Regions from separate parts of the Oryctolagus cuniculus genome. Here region 2 is linked to region 1. Evidence: chromatin contacts called from public Hi-C data. All regions are on one chromosome and are shown on one strand. Each heading gives the region's core, a stretch centred on a gene start, on an enhancer-like site or on the middle of the called end of the contact. The rest is flanking DNA. Distances are from core to core; before and after follow the strand shown.

Region 1 (6,711 bases), core at 2,731-5,230:
ATAACTGTCTAACTCGAATTCTGGCCATTGTCTGAACAGGGTCCTGCCTAGTGCTGTGATGCAGGGAGTTGGTCTCTGTACTCGAACCCTGAATGGCGCCCTCTAGTGCTTAAATCCCATATCTCCTTTCTTTAATTGTCTTGGAATCTGACTCAACAGCTCCTTGGTTAGGATCTAGGCACCCTGTCTCCCACGGTTTCTCTGGGTCTCTAATGTGAATTCTGACCTGCCCAAAGCTTAGCTTAGCTTAGCTTAGCTTTTCTATTTTCTTTCCTTCCTTTATTCCTTTCTTTCCTTCTTTCTCTTTTTTTCAAGATTTATTTATTCGAAAGGCAGAGTGACAGAGAGAAAGCGGGAGAGAGAGAAAGATGAGAGAAATCTTGTATCTGCTGTTCCCTCCCCAGATGGCCACAACACCTAAGGCTGGAGTGGGCCATAGCCAGGAGCCAAGAACTCCATCCAGGTCTCCCGTGAGGGTGACAGGGACCCACATACTTGGGCCATCATCTGCTCCCTTCCCAGGTGCATTAGCAGGAAGTTGGGTCAGAAGCGGAGCAGCCGGGACTTGAACTGGTGCTCTGACATGAGATGTCAGAAGTCACAGGAGGCTGAGTTAACACACCGTGCCACAACATCACACCCGAAAGCTTTTCTGAAAGCACTGTGCCCGTTTCATCAGCATCAGCACCCTCTGGGTTTGTGTTTGTGTTTGTTTGTTTGTTTGTTTTTTCTGAGACCTTGGGTACAGCAACTTTTCCTCTGGTTCACACTGATCCTTTATACTTCCAGGTCACTTGCATGTGGCTGAAGTCACTGAGCCTCTCCTGTTATCTTTCTGAAGGCCTGCTGAACTGCGTGGTGTTACAGAACACTCTCATTGCACAAGGCACTCTGGGTTGGTTCTCTGCATTGCCCGAGCAGAGCATCTCTACGATGCTCTAACTCCTATTTCCACTGCTGGAAATAAAACTGTCCATGGTTTTATGACAGAAAGTGATTGGAAAAGGTAAAAATAAGATGAAAGGTGAATTGGTCATTAAAAAAAATTTATTTATTTGAAAGGCAGAGTTACCATCTAGAGAGGGAGAGACAGATCTTCCATCTGCTGGTTCACTCTCCAAATGGCCACAATAGCTAGGGTGGGACCAGGCTAAAGCCAGGAGCCTCTATCTGGGACTCCACATGGGTACAGAGGCCCAAACGCTTGGGCCACTTCCTGCTGCTTCTGCAGGCACCTTAGCAGGGAGCTGGATGGGAGGTGGAGCAGCTGGGACTCGAACCCGGCGCTCATAAGGGATGCTGGGGTCACAGGCATTGACTTAGCTCACTGCCCCCCAACACCTGCCCCTGGGTGGGCCGTTTTAAAGTTACTTTCCTTCTCAGGCAGGAACAGGGAGGTAGAACAATGGAAAAATAACCAGTGAGTGAACATCAGGTCACTTGAGTTTGCCTTGTTTGTGTGAGGATCCTGACAGAAGCTGCTGGGGAATGGGGCCGCTCTGGACTCTGCATTCTCAGGTGCTGTACACAGCCCGGTTTCCTCCTGCGGGATGCGGCACTTTGACACAGGTGACTCCATTTTGATTTTGAGCCTGGTCTGTTGAGGTCCCGTGCAGGAGCTTAGTCTGAAACAATGACCCCTTGTAATTTTTATTTAATCAAACCTAAGGTTTGCTTTCTATTAATACAAGCATATGAGGATCACAGAATCAGTGGCAACAATCATGGGGTGGGGAAAGAAGGGTGTACTGTCAAGTTCATGGTATAATTCAGTGAAGCCATCTGTATAACTATGTACCTAGGAATATGACATCCACACAACTGCTACATTCTCCCTCTCTGTATCGCCCATAAAGAAGAGAAAATGGGTGATTTCTGGGAAATATAAGATTTATAAGCAAAACAGAGCTAAAATAGTTTGCAGAAGATCCCACAGCAAATGAAGTAGCGGAGTTCGCCTTCAAATCCCCACCTGGGGCTAAAGGCAAAGCAGGTAGACTTGACTCCAGGCCAGAGCCAGGAGCCTTTAGACTGTGGTGTTGGCAGGTGGAGGAGGCCCCTGGATGCCAGACACCTCCTTCTGTGATCTGAGGGCAACACATCACCTGTGACAATTTTTTTTAAATTTATTTTTTTGACAGGCAGAGTGGACAGTGAGAGAGAGAGACAGAGAGAAAGGTCTTCCTTTGCCGTTGGTTCACCCTCCAATGGCCGCTGCAGCCGGCGCACTGCGGCCATAGCATCGCGCTTATCGGAAGCCAGGAGCCAAGTGCTTCTCCTGGTCTCCCATGCGGGTGCAGGGCCCAAGGACTTGGGCCATCCTCCACTGCACTCCCGGGCCATAGCAGAGAGCTGGCTTGGAAGAGGGGCAACCGGGACAGAATCCGGCGCCCCGACTGGGACTAGAACCCTGTGTGCCGGCACCGCAGGCAGAGGATTAACCTAGTGAGCCCTGGCGCTGGCCACCTGTGACAATTATAAAACAAAGGGTGTGGGGTGGCTTATTATGGAGCCAAACGCTGGCCTTTGCAGATGCAGATGCATTCCTAGGTGCTCACTAACACTTTTTGTGAAGCCAGTGCCCTGCAGTTCCCTACTTCATAAACTGCTAGGCTAGTTTCAAGGGCAGAAAACAGCCAGCTGCTGACCCAGGAGCCCCATTACTGAGCAAGGGCTTGGTGGTGCTGGTGGTGGCTGGGGCGGGTGGGAGGTGTGGAAAGGCTTTAAAGCAGGCAGATACCATCCGCCCTTGTCCTTTCTGTTTCCTTAGAAATATGGGGGAGCGCGGTGGTCATCTACCACTTACTCAATGTCACAGATTACTGGATCTTCACAGGTTGTGTTTCTTGGTTTCTGGAGCAAAGACAGACAACTGCACGGGAGCTCATGGCACCAACACTGTGGGATTCAGGACCACCGCTCTTGGCAACACTGGGAGAGTGACTGGGAAGGCAGCTGAGGCCATTAGCCCACCAGCCTGCTGTGCAGGTGCCTGGCAACAGGTGGATTAGGCCTTCACCGACAGCAGGGAGATAAGGTTCTAGCATGGGCAAGGGGACGATAATAAAATAATACCATGAGAGAGAAATGAAAATCTATAGTAACTTCAAAAAAATTTTTTAAAAATACTTATTTGAAAGAGAGACAGACAGACATACAGACATAGATAGATAAAGCTTCCATCCGCTGGTTCACTCCCCAAATGGCCACAACTGCTAGGACTGAGCCAGGCTGAAGCCAGGAACCAGGAGCTTCTTCTGGGTCTTGCACATGGGTGCAGGGGCTCAAGCGCTTGGGCCATCTGCTGCTTTCCCAGGCCATAGCAGAGAGCTGGATGGGAAGCCGGGACTCGAACCCGCGTCCATATGGGATGCCAGCACCACAGGCAGGGGCTTCACCCGCTACATCACAGCGCCGGCCCCAGTAACTAACTTTCTAAAACCCTCATAGTGCATCCCAGATCTTTTTATTTCGGATAAGGAAGACCAGCGGCGTCTGCTGACTGCAGCTCGCTAAGCCAGGGCTGGCGCGGCCCGGCCTGCTGCCCTGAGTCCCGGCCCGCGCGCGGCGGGGCCCGCAGGGAACCCAAGGATGCTGTCGCGCCGCGGGCTCCGATTGGCGGACAGGCGGCCAGGCCCGCAAGGCAGCCGCGGGAGCGTCCGGAGGCGCCGCCCGCCTGCCGGCCGGGGGAACCCCGGGTCCCCGCCGCAGCGCGCGCGAAGACGCCGCCGCCCCGCCCACACGGGCGCGCCCGCCTCTGCCGCCGCCTCAGGGCCAGCGGCCGCCGCCGCGCCGCGCTGCCATTGGTGCCCGGCTGTGACGCGAGGCACGGGCAGGGCCGCCGGGCGGGCTGGGGGGCGGGCGGCGAGAGCGGCTGATGAAACCGGCGCCGGATCCCGCCCGCCCTCGGCGCCCCATTCAGTCAGCGCGGGCAGGTGCGAGCGGCCAGTCAGCAGCCGGGCGGCGCGGCACGCGGCCGGCAGGCACGCGCTCACCGCAGCTCCACGTCGCTCCCGCGCCTCCGCACCGCCTCTCCGGCCGAGGGTCCCCGGGTCGGTGCGTGCAAGCGTGCGTGCGTCCTTCGGCCCGCTGTCCTGCCCGCATCCCACCGCCCGCTTGGTGAGTGCCCGCTCCCGCTGGCACCGGGGCAGCTCCACAACCTGGGTCACCTTGGCGGGGGTTGGAGGGGGCCGCGGGGCCGCGTGGGGCCTCGGGCAGGCGGCGGCACGGGAGTGGCGAGAGCCCCGCTCCGGGGCGCCGCTGGCATCCTCCGGGGAGGGCGAGGGCAGGGCGGGCCCGGGGGTGTGCGCGCGGGGCGGTGCCCATGCGGCCGTGGCTTCCACGGAGTCCATTTCGGTTCCCTAAAGGCACGGCGTGGTGTATGATGCAACACCGCCCGAGTCAGCGTGGGCGCGCCGGCGATGCCCACCCCGCGCGCCGGCCACGCACCTGGTGGTCCGGGTGGGCAAGGGGCCGGCGGTGGGCACGGGGGCTGGTCCAGGAGGCGTCCGGAGCCCGCTGGCAGCGCGGGAGAGCTTCCCTTACATGGCGCGTTGCGGAGCACCCCGCCCCGCCACGAGGTCCGAGGATGTGTCATCGGCCGCCGCGGGGACCCCGCCCGCGCCCCGGGAGGGTGGTCCCGCGGCAGGTACGTTGGCTAGCCTGGGAAACGGCGCTGGGCAGCCCTGCTCGGTGGTCGCGGTGCGCGCCTGCCCATTCCATGAGACCCCCAGAATGCCCGCCTGCACCCGTAGTCTGGGTCCCCAGGGGTTTCTTGGGGACGTCCTCCTTTGGGTGGGCTTCCTGGTGACCCGGCTTGGCCCTAAAACTCTGGGCTGGCCAAGCCGTCCAGATGGTTCGCAGGAGGAGGAAGTTCTTCCGGCTTCGTTAGGACAACCTATTCTCCGCGTGTTCCTCTCTGCGTAGTAGAAAACTTCCTGGGCACGGGCAGGTCAAGGCGGCCGTCCCGCGCGCGCCGCTGGCCGGCTCGCCGCGCTGTTCCCCGGGTAGGGGGGAGGCGTGGGAGCCAGATCGGAGTTGCGTGCGTCTTGAGCGGGTAGGCGAGCCAGACATGTGAACCAGACTACACTTCCCAACACCCACGGCCGTGCTGTCACGTGCTGGCTTGTGTTCCAGACCCGAGTCTCGGGCGTGGGGTAGGGGTGGGGGGTTGCGATCTTCGTCCCTGGTGGGTACCCCCGCCACCCCCTTCAGAATGTGCCCCTTAAAAGCTGGCTGGTGGGACTGTGTCTGACAGCCTGCAGCCGGGAGCCGTCACTATGTTGAATTCGGGTTATAATTTATTAGGGATTTATCTCAACGTTTATGTTTCAGTCAGATAATAGGAAACTGTGGTGCACGTATTCGCCCTGGTATTTTCAGTTGTTCTCAGTGGAAATTACCACGATTCTTATGCGAACCCGCCTTTCTGGCAGGAAAAAAAAAAGGTCTTGTCTTGAGCCCCAGTAAGAAGAGAAACTTACTGGAAAGATCCACAGTGAAGAAAATCGTTCTTAAAGCTTCCTTGTTGACTAACATTCAAAGGATGTCAAAGGAACTTTGAGTAAACGAACGGGAAAAGGCTCAGTAAGTAGGGAGAGGGGGTGGTCTCAGCTGCCTGAGTCGGAGCCACGTGGCTTCTGTTTAGGCATATGACCATTTGCTGGAGGGGGAAAAAAGGCTTGAAAGGCAAGATTGTTGACCTCAGGGAGTTTGAGTTGAGACACAGGTTTAATTCTGTTTGGTACAAAATTTCATTCTCTGAAGGAAGCAAGTAAATGCTTATTGATTGTTCAGGTCTGTAACTTCTCTTTCCTGAATCCAGCAGAACTAGGTCATTAAGTCGGGGGTCCCAGCGTTATGTCTTATATGAATGCTTTCTGTTGATTGACAGTGTATTTAGAGATGCTGCTTGTTAACCCTAAAAGGAGGAATTTGAGACATGACTCAATGCATTCTTGTTAGGGAAAGAAACTTGTTTCATCTTTGACTGACACGTCCGAATCGTACATTGTCGGGTCCTGGTGTGATGTTTGGGTGCGTATGTCATTGTGTGATGTTGCAGCCGGGGGAACTAGGCTATCTATCGCTTTAAACGTTTGTCGTGTTTTTGTGCTGAGAGTGTTCACAATCTTGGCGAAAAATTTACTTCCTTTAACCCGGGAGATGCCTTGGCCTCTGTGTCATCTTACCCAGAGGCATCTTCTGGGTGACTGTGAAAGGTGCGCCCACAGGACTGGCCTGGGGCTTTAGGTGAGTGGTAAGAGAGGTGAAATAGATTTCCACACTGCACAGCCGGAGTTTTTTTTTTTTTTTTTTTTAAGATTTTATTTATTTATTAGAGAGGTAGAGTTACAGAGAGAGGGAAAGACAGAGGGAGAGGTCTTCCATCTGCTGGTTCACTTCCCAGATGGCCCCAATGGCTGGAGTTGGCAGCGATCCGAAGCCAGGAGCCAGGGGCTTCTTCCGGGTCTCCCGTGTGGGTACAGAGGCCCAGGCACTTGGGCCATCCTCCACTGCCTTCCTGGGCCACAGCAGAGAGCTAGACACGAACTGGCATCCATATGGGATGCTGGCACTGCAGGTGAAGGCTTAGCCTGCTATGCCACAGCCATAGCACAGGCCCTGTTAATGGATTAAGGATAGAGACTGGCGGAGGCTTAGCCTACTATGCCACAGTGCTGGCCCTGGAGTCACAACCTTAAGGAGATG
Region 2 (6,711 bases), core at 1,451-3,950, 84 kb after region 1:
TCTCCTCCCTCTTAGCTGTTCTCATCATCACCGTGTGCATTGTGGCCGTGCTCGGCAAGCAGGCCCTGGCCCAAGGGTCGCTGTGGGCCATCTTTGTGCTCTCAGGCTCTGCCGTGCTGTGCACGCTGGTCACAGCCATCATCTGGAGGCAGCCTGAGAGCAAGACGAAGCTGTCGTTTAAGGTGAGCGGCTTGGCCTCCTGGGCCTGGGGGAGACCCCGGGGTGGGCCGAGGACTCGGGTCTTCCTGCTGGGGAACTTGGGTGTTCTGAGGGAGGTGCTTGCCAGCCAGCTTTGGAAAGTGTGGCGGGCACGCCTGTCCACGGGGCCATCTGGTAGGGTGGATCGCAGAGGAGACTGCAGCTTTGGGGTTTGTTTTTTTGTTTTTGCATTTTTAGATAAGTAATACAATAATCCAACCTTAGAAATAAAGTGGAAGTTGCCCTTCTAGTCCCTTCTTTAACTAGCAAGAGAGCAAAACTAGAGGAGGGCTCACTTTGGCAAGGAGTAGCATGAAACCCAATCTCCACCACTTCAGATTTGCTCCTGGCTGGAGGTGGGGGAGGGGCGGTGTCTGCTGGGGTGGGGTGGGGGCGGGGTCTGACGCTCCCCAATGTCTCTGCAGGTGCCCTTCGTGCCGCTGCTGCCTGTCCTGAGCATCTTCGTGAACGTCTATCTCATGATGCAGCTGGATCAGGGCACCTGGGTCCGCTTCGCCGTGTGGATGCTGATAGGTGGGTGTCCCTGCGACCAGCACAGCCAGTATCCTCGGCTGCTCTTGTGCCCCCCCCCCCCCAAGGCTGTGTGGGTTGTTCATCTGTCTTCCTGCTACAGGGCCGAGGGTTGATGTCAAGTCCCCCGTGTTTCAGATTTCCTAAGAAGCCATGTAGTAGTCAGCGTTTTCCTCTGAAAAAATGGAACTCATGGTAGGCAGTGAGCCCTCCCTCCCATTTACACACTTGTCGTCTTCATAGCCCTTTGTCCAAACTGTAGTTCTCTCCTCAGGCCAGAGCCTGGCATTCATCAGAGCAAGGCCGTGAGTCTGCGGTGGGCAAGGCACTGGGTAGCTCCATCCCAGCTGGGGAAGTCTGGGCTGTGGCTCCTCCCGGCCCAGCCAGTGCCTGGTCCTTGTGGGCTGTGGGCCTGGCGGGTGTCCTTGTCCCGGGCTGCCCACGGCTCCTTTGCTGACAGTGGGCGTGGGGGAGGTGCTGCTGGACAGAGGCTGTGGGGGGCTCTGGTCCTCTTGGGTGGTGCAGCCTGGTCTGCGGCCGGCTGACTGTGCCCCACCTCTGGGCCTCTGGCCCTCGGCAGGGGGCGTGGTCAGGTTCTTCCTTTCCCTGTGTCTTAAGTGCTGGTGCAGGTGCCAGGGGGTGGGCCTTGACCTTTGTGCCCTTTTAGCCTTCTTGGTCTCCCGTGGTTCATGGGGGGCATACAGGGTGACTGCTAGGTGGTCTTAGGCCTCCAGGAGATGACCCAGGGCTAAGTGGGAGGGCCTCAGGTCCTGGGAAGGGAGAGATGGGGAGGAGGGCTAGCTGCCATGTGTGCCCAGGGCACACTGCAGTGAGGCCAGCCGGGAGCCCGTGCCCGAGGCAGGATGAGGCAGCTGTTGATTGTCCAGAGGCGGGAAGTCAGGGGTAGGGACCGCGCGCCCTGCGCTCACCCTCATCCCTCTGCTCTCGGCCCGCAGGCTTCATCATCTACTTCGGCTACGGGCTGTGGCACAGCGAGGAGGCGTCCCTGGCCGCCGGCCAGGCAAGGACTCCTGAGGGCAATTTGGACCAGTGCAAGTGACGCGCAGCCCCGCCCGCTGAGGGCCACCCCCTGAGGGCCGCCACGCCCCCTGCCCTCCCCAGCGGGGCCGCGGGACCCACCCACATCCCCGGCGCCCCCAAGCGGGCAATTACTTGAACTGCAGCCTCGGCCACGGCGGTTGAGGCCGGTCACCTCCAGCAACTCCTTGGCAGGGGGGTGGCCGCCATGTCTCCTCACCCCCGCTCCAAAGCAAGCAAACAGCGCTTCTGTCGCCAGCTCTGTCCCGGGCCGCGGCGGCCAGCTTCTCTCCTCAGCTCGGGACCGCGGGCCACCCTCCCCGGGACCACGCTGGCCTGTGAACTGCGCACCCCGCGGCCGGCCACAGGCCCACGGCCCCGGCTGCTGCTCCCAGCCCGGCCCCTCCGAGCCGGACGCCCTCGGTGGGCGGCCCCTGGGATTGCAGTCAGGGGTCTGATTTGCAAAGGATGCAGGGCCTCCAGCGGCGGGGAGAGTGGGGCTGGGGGCGCCTACGCAGTGCGCACGCCAGACGCTGCCCCAGCCCCGGCGGGGCTCGCGGCTGCTGGCCTCGATCGCCGCTGGCCATGCGTGCTGAGCCTCTGGAACGGGCGACGAGGGGCGCAGCGTTGGCCTTGGGGTGGCGGCGTGTAGAAGTCTCCAGGGGACTGTCCCAGTCACCGAATCTCCTGGGGTGCCTAAGGTTCCCTGAGCAGGAGGCAGCTCAGTGACCTGGTGACCCCAGCCGTGGGCTGCGAGCCCCTGCGTGTGCGCCACGGGATTCAGTCCTGGCAGCTGCGAGTCCCTGCGTCAGGTTCCCTTGGGGCTTGGCTCAGAAAACTGGATCGCGACCGCCCGCCTGGCCGGCCACACTCCCGCCCGCTTCAAGTGCTTGAGCCTGCCCGAGGCCCCGCCGGGACCCAGGTGTCCGCGCCGGCACGCTGTGCCCCTCCCGCTCAGCCCCCGGCGGCAGCCCTGGTTGCACGCTCCTTGGGGAGCGGGCCCCGGGTGACCTCTCTGGTGCCCTCTCCGCTGCCGCGGGAAGCACCAGAGCTGCTTGCGAAGCTGTTTCCCGCTCCTTCCCTGGCTGTCCTCCCACTCGGAAAAGCCCTACACGTTGACTGCACTTGTCTCTCCGCGTGTCCCAGAGGGTTCTCGGAGAGCACTCCGAGAATGAGGGCCACAGCCCGAGGGCCGGCTCTCCCAGGGCCCAGCCCGTGGCAGGCGCTGCCGCCTCCTGGAAGCTGCCCTCTGAGCATCTCTGAATGTCCCAGAGGGAGTGGCACGAAGCTCAGAGCTTGGGTTTCCAAAGAAAGATATTTAAATTTATGTAGATTTGGTGCTGTAAAATATTTTGATAAACATTAACTTATTTTATTGGGGTTTTGGTTGTCTGTTGTCTTCTTAGGACCTAATACCTGTTTTTTTTTTCTTCTTTTTTTTTTGTGGCTGTTATTTTTCTACATAGGCAAAGAGAACTTGAGGGAAAGAGGGTGTCCAAGGACAGCTGGGGGAGGGGAGGGAAAACTTTTTTTTTCTTTTTTTCTTTCTGCCTGAGATGTCCACAGAGGATAGCACCTTGCAGATGAGACTGCGGTCAGCCACGTGTCGCATTGCACTGAGGGAAGGCGCGCTGCGTGGGTCCGCCCTCCTGATTGTCTGGGACACTGTGGGACCGGCCCAGGTGTTGCCCTGTGGCCGCCCGTTTCTGTACCGTTGTTGGGAGCGCCCCGTACACGGGGACAGGGCCGGAAGCAGTGGTGTCTGGGTGAACCCCTGCATTGTAGTTGGCTTTCTCTTAACATCCCAGGTGCCTTCCCCTGCAATGAATACACACACGGGCACAAAAAAGGGACCCATCATTTTGCGGCTCTGTTTATTATTATTATTATTATTATTAAAGATTTATTTTATTTGGAAGAGCTACAGAGAAAGAGAGAGAGAGAGAGCTGGTTCACTCCCCGAGGGCTGCAAAGGCCTGGGCTGGGCCAGGCCAAATCCAGGAGCTTCTTTTGGGTCTCTCACGTGGGTGCAGGGGCTCGGACGCTTGGGCCACCTTCTGCTGCTTGTCCCAGGTGTATGAGCAGGGAGCTGGATGGGAACTGACGCGCCCGGCTTGGCGTCTCCTAACGTCTCTGTGCCCGTGAGAATCATCCTGGGTTCACAGCCAGCCCAGGATTATCTTGCAGGGGAAATTTACAATCTGCATCAGCCGCAAGCCCACCCACCCTGGAAAGACCCATGTGCCATGAATAAGGGGCCCTCCCGTCTCGCCCCCACCGTCTGTGTGCATCCGTGACCCCTATTCGCTAAGGACCCCAGGACCTCTGCCCCAGAGCAGGGGAGCCCCGCAGAGGCGGGGTGGGCGTGGGGCCTCTGTAGGAGGGAGAGGGACAGACAGCCTGCCGCGTGGCTCGGATCATCACCCGCTTTGAGCTTGTGTTTTGTGCGACAGCAAACCCTTTCCACCAAGCCTCTGCCTTCCATCCGGCGATCATCCATGCGGTCCCGCATGCTGACTGCTGACGGGGCGGCCCCCGGCACAGCACCAGGAGGCACCAGACGGCACCTGCGGCGCGGGGGTCCTCCCGTCCTGTGCCACGCTCCCCACCTGCACGTCCGGCCTGGCGCTGGGGCAGGCAGATGGAACTCGGGTCATACATGCCATTCTCCCTATGTCTGCCACCAGCTGGTGTTGGCGGGCCCACCCAAGGCCAGGCAGGTGGAGCTTGGAGGCGGAGCCGGGAGTACTGCATTGCTGGCTGGGTTCCTGGGACAAGGATGGCCACGCCCAGGCCTGGAGGCCCTGCCCCCACCCCAGGTGCCCGGGTGCATCTGCACACATGCACCCCCTCGACACCACGAGCACTAGGGGTGGACTCTGACTGTGCCCTGGGCTGGATGGAGAGCTGTCACCAGGTGCACACTCCCGGGGGCTGCCGAGCTTCTGGAGGAGGGAATTTTTGGGGAGACGGGGTGTGACTTATGTGCATGGAATTGTCACTGAGTTCGTGCCATGTTTGTGTTGCTGCACGTCATTCAGACGGCATCTGTGTGCTGTGGTCATAAGAGCATCACACGTTCTCCCCTCCCTCCCCGCAGCAAGAGCGACATAAGCGTTTTGTCAGACTTCTGTGGACATGTTGGAGGGAACGAGTAGCGACACACTTAACTGATCAGGTAGTGCAAGATAGTACCCTCCACACATCAGCGAGGTTACGATGCCTAAAGGCTTTTGTAAGGCCAAAAAACAGTGTCAACTGCTTTTCGAGTTCCTCTCTGGAATCTGCAGCCTTTCTGTGCCTGCTGCTTCTTGGAGGCATGGTGTGTTGTCTCCAGAGGGCCCTGGCTCTGCCAAAGGGTCTCAGGGCACAGGCCTGGGTCACCCCGTGAGCGGGCAGAGCTGCAGAGACCTGGGCCGGGCGGATTTTCTCAGGGTATGAGTGTGTGCAGCAGGGACAGGAAACAGGCCAGGAGGACACTGGGACTCTGTTAATTTATTGAGATCTCTGATTTCCTGTTTTCTCCATCACAGACTTTTAAGTTTGGGACTTATTTTCCCTTTGGAGACGTTGTAATATATATTTAAGATACATTTCCTGCTTAAGTTGTGCCTTTTGGCTTCACTGGGTTTTAGGGGCACAGGGGGTCGTGCTGCTGAAGAGGGTGGGTTTATTATCAAACCTGGAGCGCTGTGGTTTCCAGCAAACTGTCTTCTACTGAATGTGGAGCCATTATTAGAGTTGTGCATTTTTATTATGTAAATTGTATGATAATTTTTGCTTGTTTGATGTTCTATTTTTCTACTAGTTTTTCTTAGAGTTTCTTAAATAATTATACTAGATTTAGATTCTGATGCTAACTGCAAACCAGGTTGGTTGCTGCTTGGGCCCCTCTGGGTTTTACTGTATTGTATTTTATTTTTTAAGGGCAAGTGCAGGTGTCGCCTCTCACCTTAAAAAAATGTGAAACTCTTCCATCTCCCCTTTCTGCTGACTACACTGTACATCCACGACTTCCCACCATGCTTTCCATGGTCAAAAGAAAAAAAAAAAAAGCGCTATCTCATGCTTCCACAAATTCTAATAAATGCTGTCTCTGCCTTCCGTGTGTATGGTGTGGTTTCGGGAATTCTGGCAATGTGGCTGTGCCCCCATGGAAAGTTCCAGATCCTGTTCTGTCCTACGGCTGATGGCCTGAAGTGCCCAGCCTTATTTTCCTGCAGTCACTGGGCGGGGAAGGGTGGGGTGTCTTATTCCAAGCACTTGAGCCTCTGTTGGGGAACCCCTAACACCTAGTTTGGGTCCCCCTCCCCCAACACCATCCTCCCTCCACCTCCCATCTTCTGTCCACCCTGGCTTGGACCTGGGACCCTAGAGAGGCTGCAAACCCCCCCTCTCTACTGTCGCCTTAGGCTTGCACTGGCTGCCCCGCACGTGTCTAGCGGAATGAGGTGGACGGGGCAGGTTGTAGCTCTCAGAACCTGACGCCGAACCCCCTTGAGAAAGGGGGCATTTCTGGCTCTGGAGGTCCAGGCGGGCAAGGCACCCTTCGTTCCCACACACAAAAGCAGGGATTCCGGGGCTATCCCGGAAGACCTGTTTGTTGCCTGCGTGATAAGCTTTAAGCTCCGTCCAGGGAGCTGGACCGAGCTGTGTCCAAGCTCCTGACTAGGGTTCTGGGCCTGGAGTCCCTTCTGAGCTCGCGGCCTCATCGGCAAGCCGACCCGAGAGCACGGGCCGTGGGACAGCACGGACGTGCAGGTGTCTGGGGTCCCCGGTAGCCGTGGGCCCCCTCTATGCGATCACGGTTACACTGCAGGGAAGCGAGAACGGGGGCCCAGCAGCCCCTGCCCTACACCGCGGGCCGGCTTTGCCAAGCAGCCGGGCCCAGGACTCCACGCGACTTCAGGCTGTTCCTGGGTCCCGCGGTGACACACTGCCATC

What was found. A called contact is a pair of places that touch in the nucleus more often than the background predicts.
Region 2: a contact with region 1 is called in a Hi-C map of an unstated tissue, with 1.8 times the contacts expected there. The contact joins the enhancer-like site here to the promoter of SLC7A1 in region 1. A contact is called at or near these places in 2 of 6 Hi-C or Micro-C datasets (ear pinna and an unstated tissue).

What each region holds. Positions count from the first base shown.
Region 1 is chr9:84,974,444-84,981,154 of mOryCun1.1, forward strand. It overlaps SLC7A1 (solute carrier family 7 member 1), which reads left to right and starts at 3,981. Exons shown (of 13, transcript XM_070049065.1): 1 at 3,981-4,119.
Region 2 is chr9:85,059,696-85,066,406 of mOryCun1.1, forward strand. It overlaps SLC7A1 (solute carrier family 7 member 1), which reads left to right. Exons shown (of 13, transcript XM_070049065.1): 11 at 16-182; 12 at 624-732; 13 at 1,686-5,868. The coding sequence ends at 1,789. Among named protein-coding and RNA genes, the nearest start is that of SLC7A1, 85 kb to the left of the region's middle. Within about 2 kb of position 2,701, at least 1 of the 8 cell types and tissues checked has an H3K27ac peak or open chromatin away from gene starts, as enhancers often do.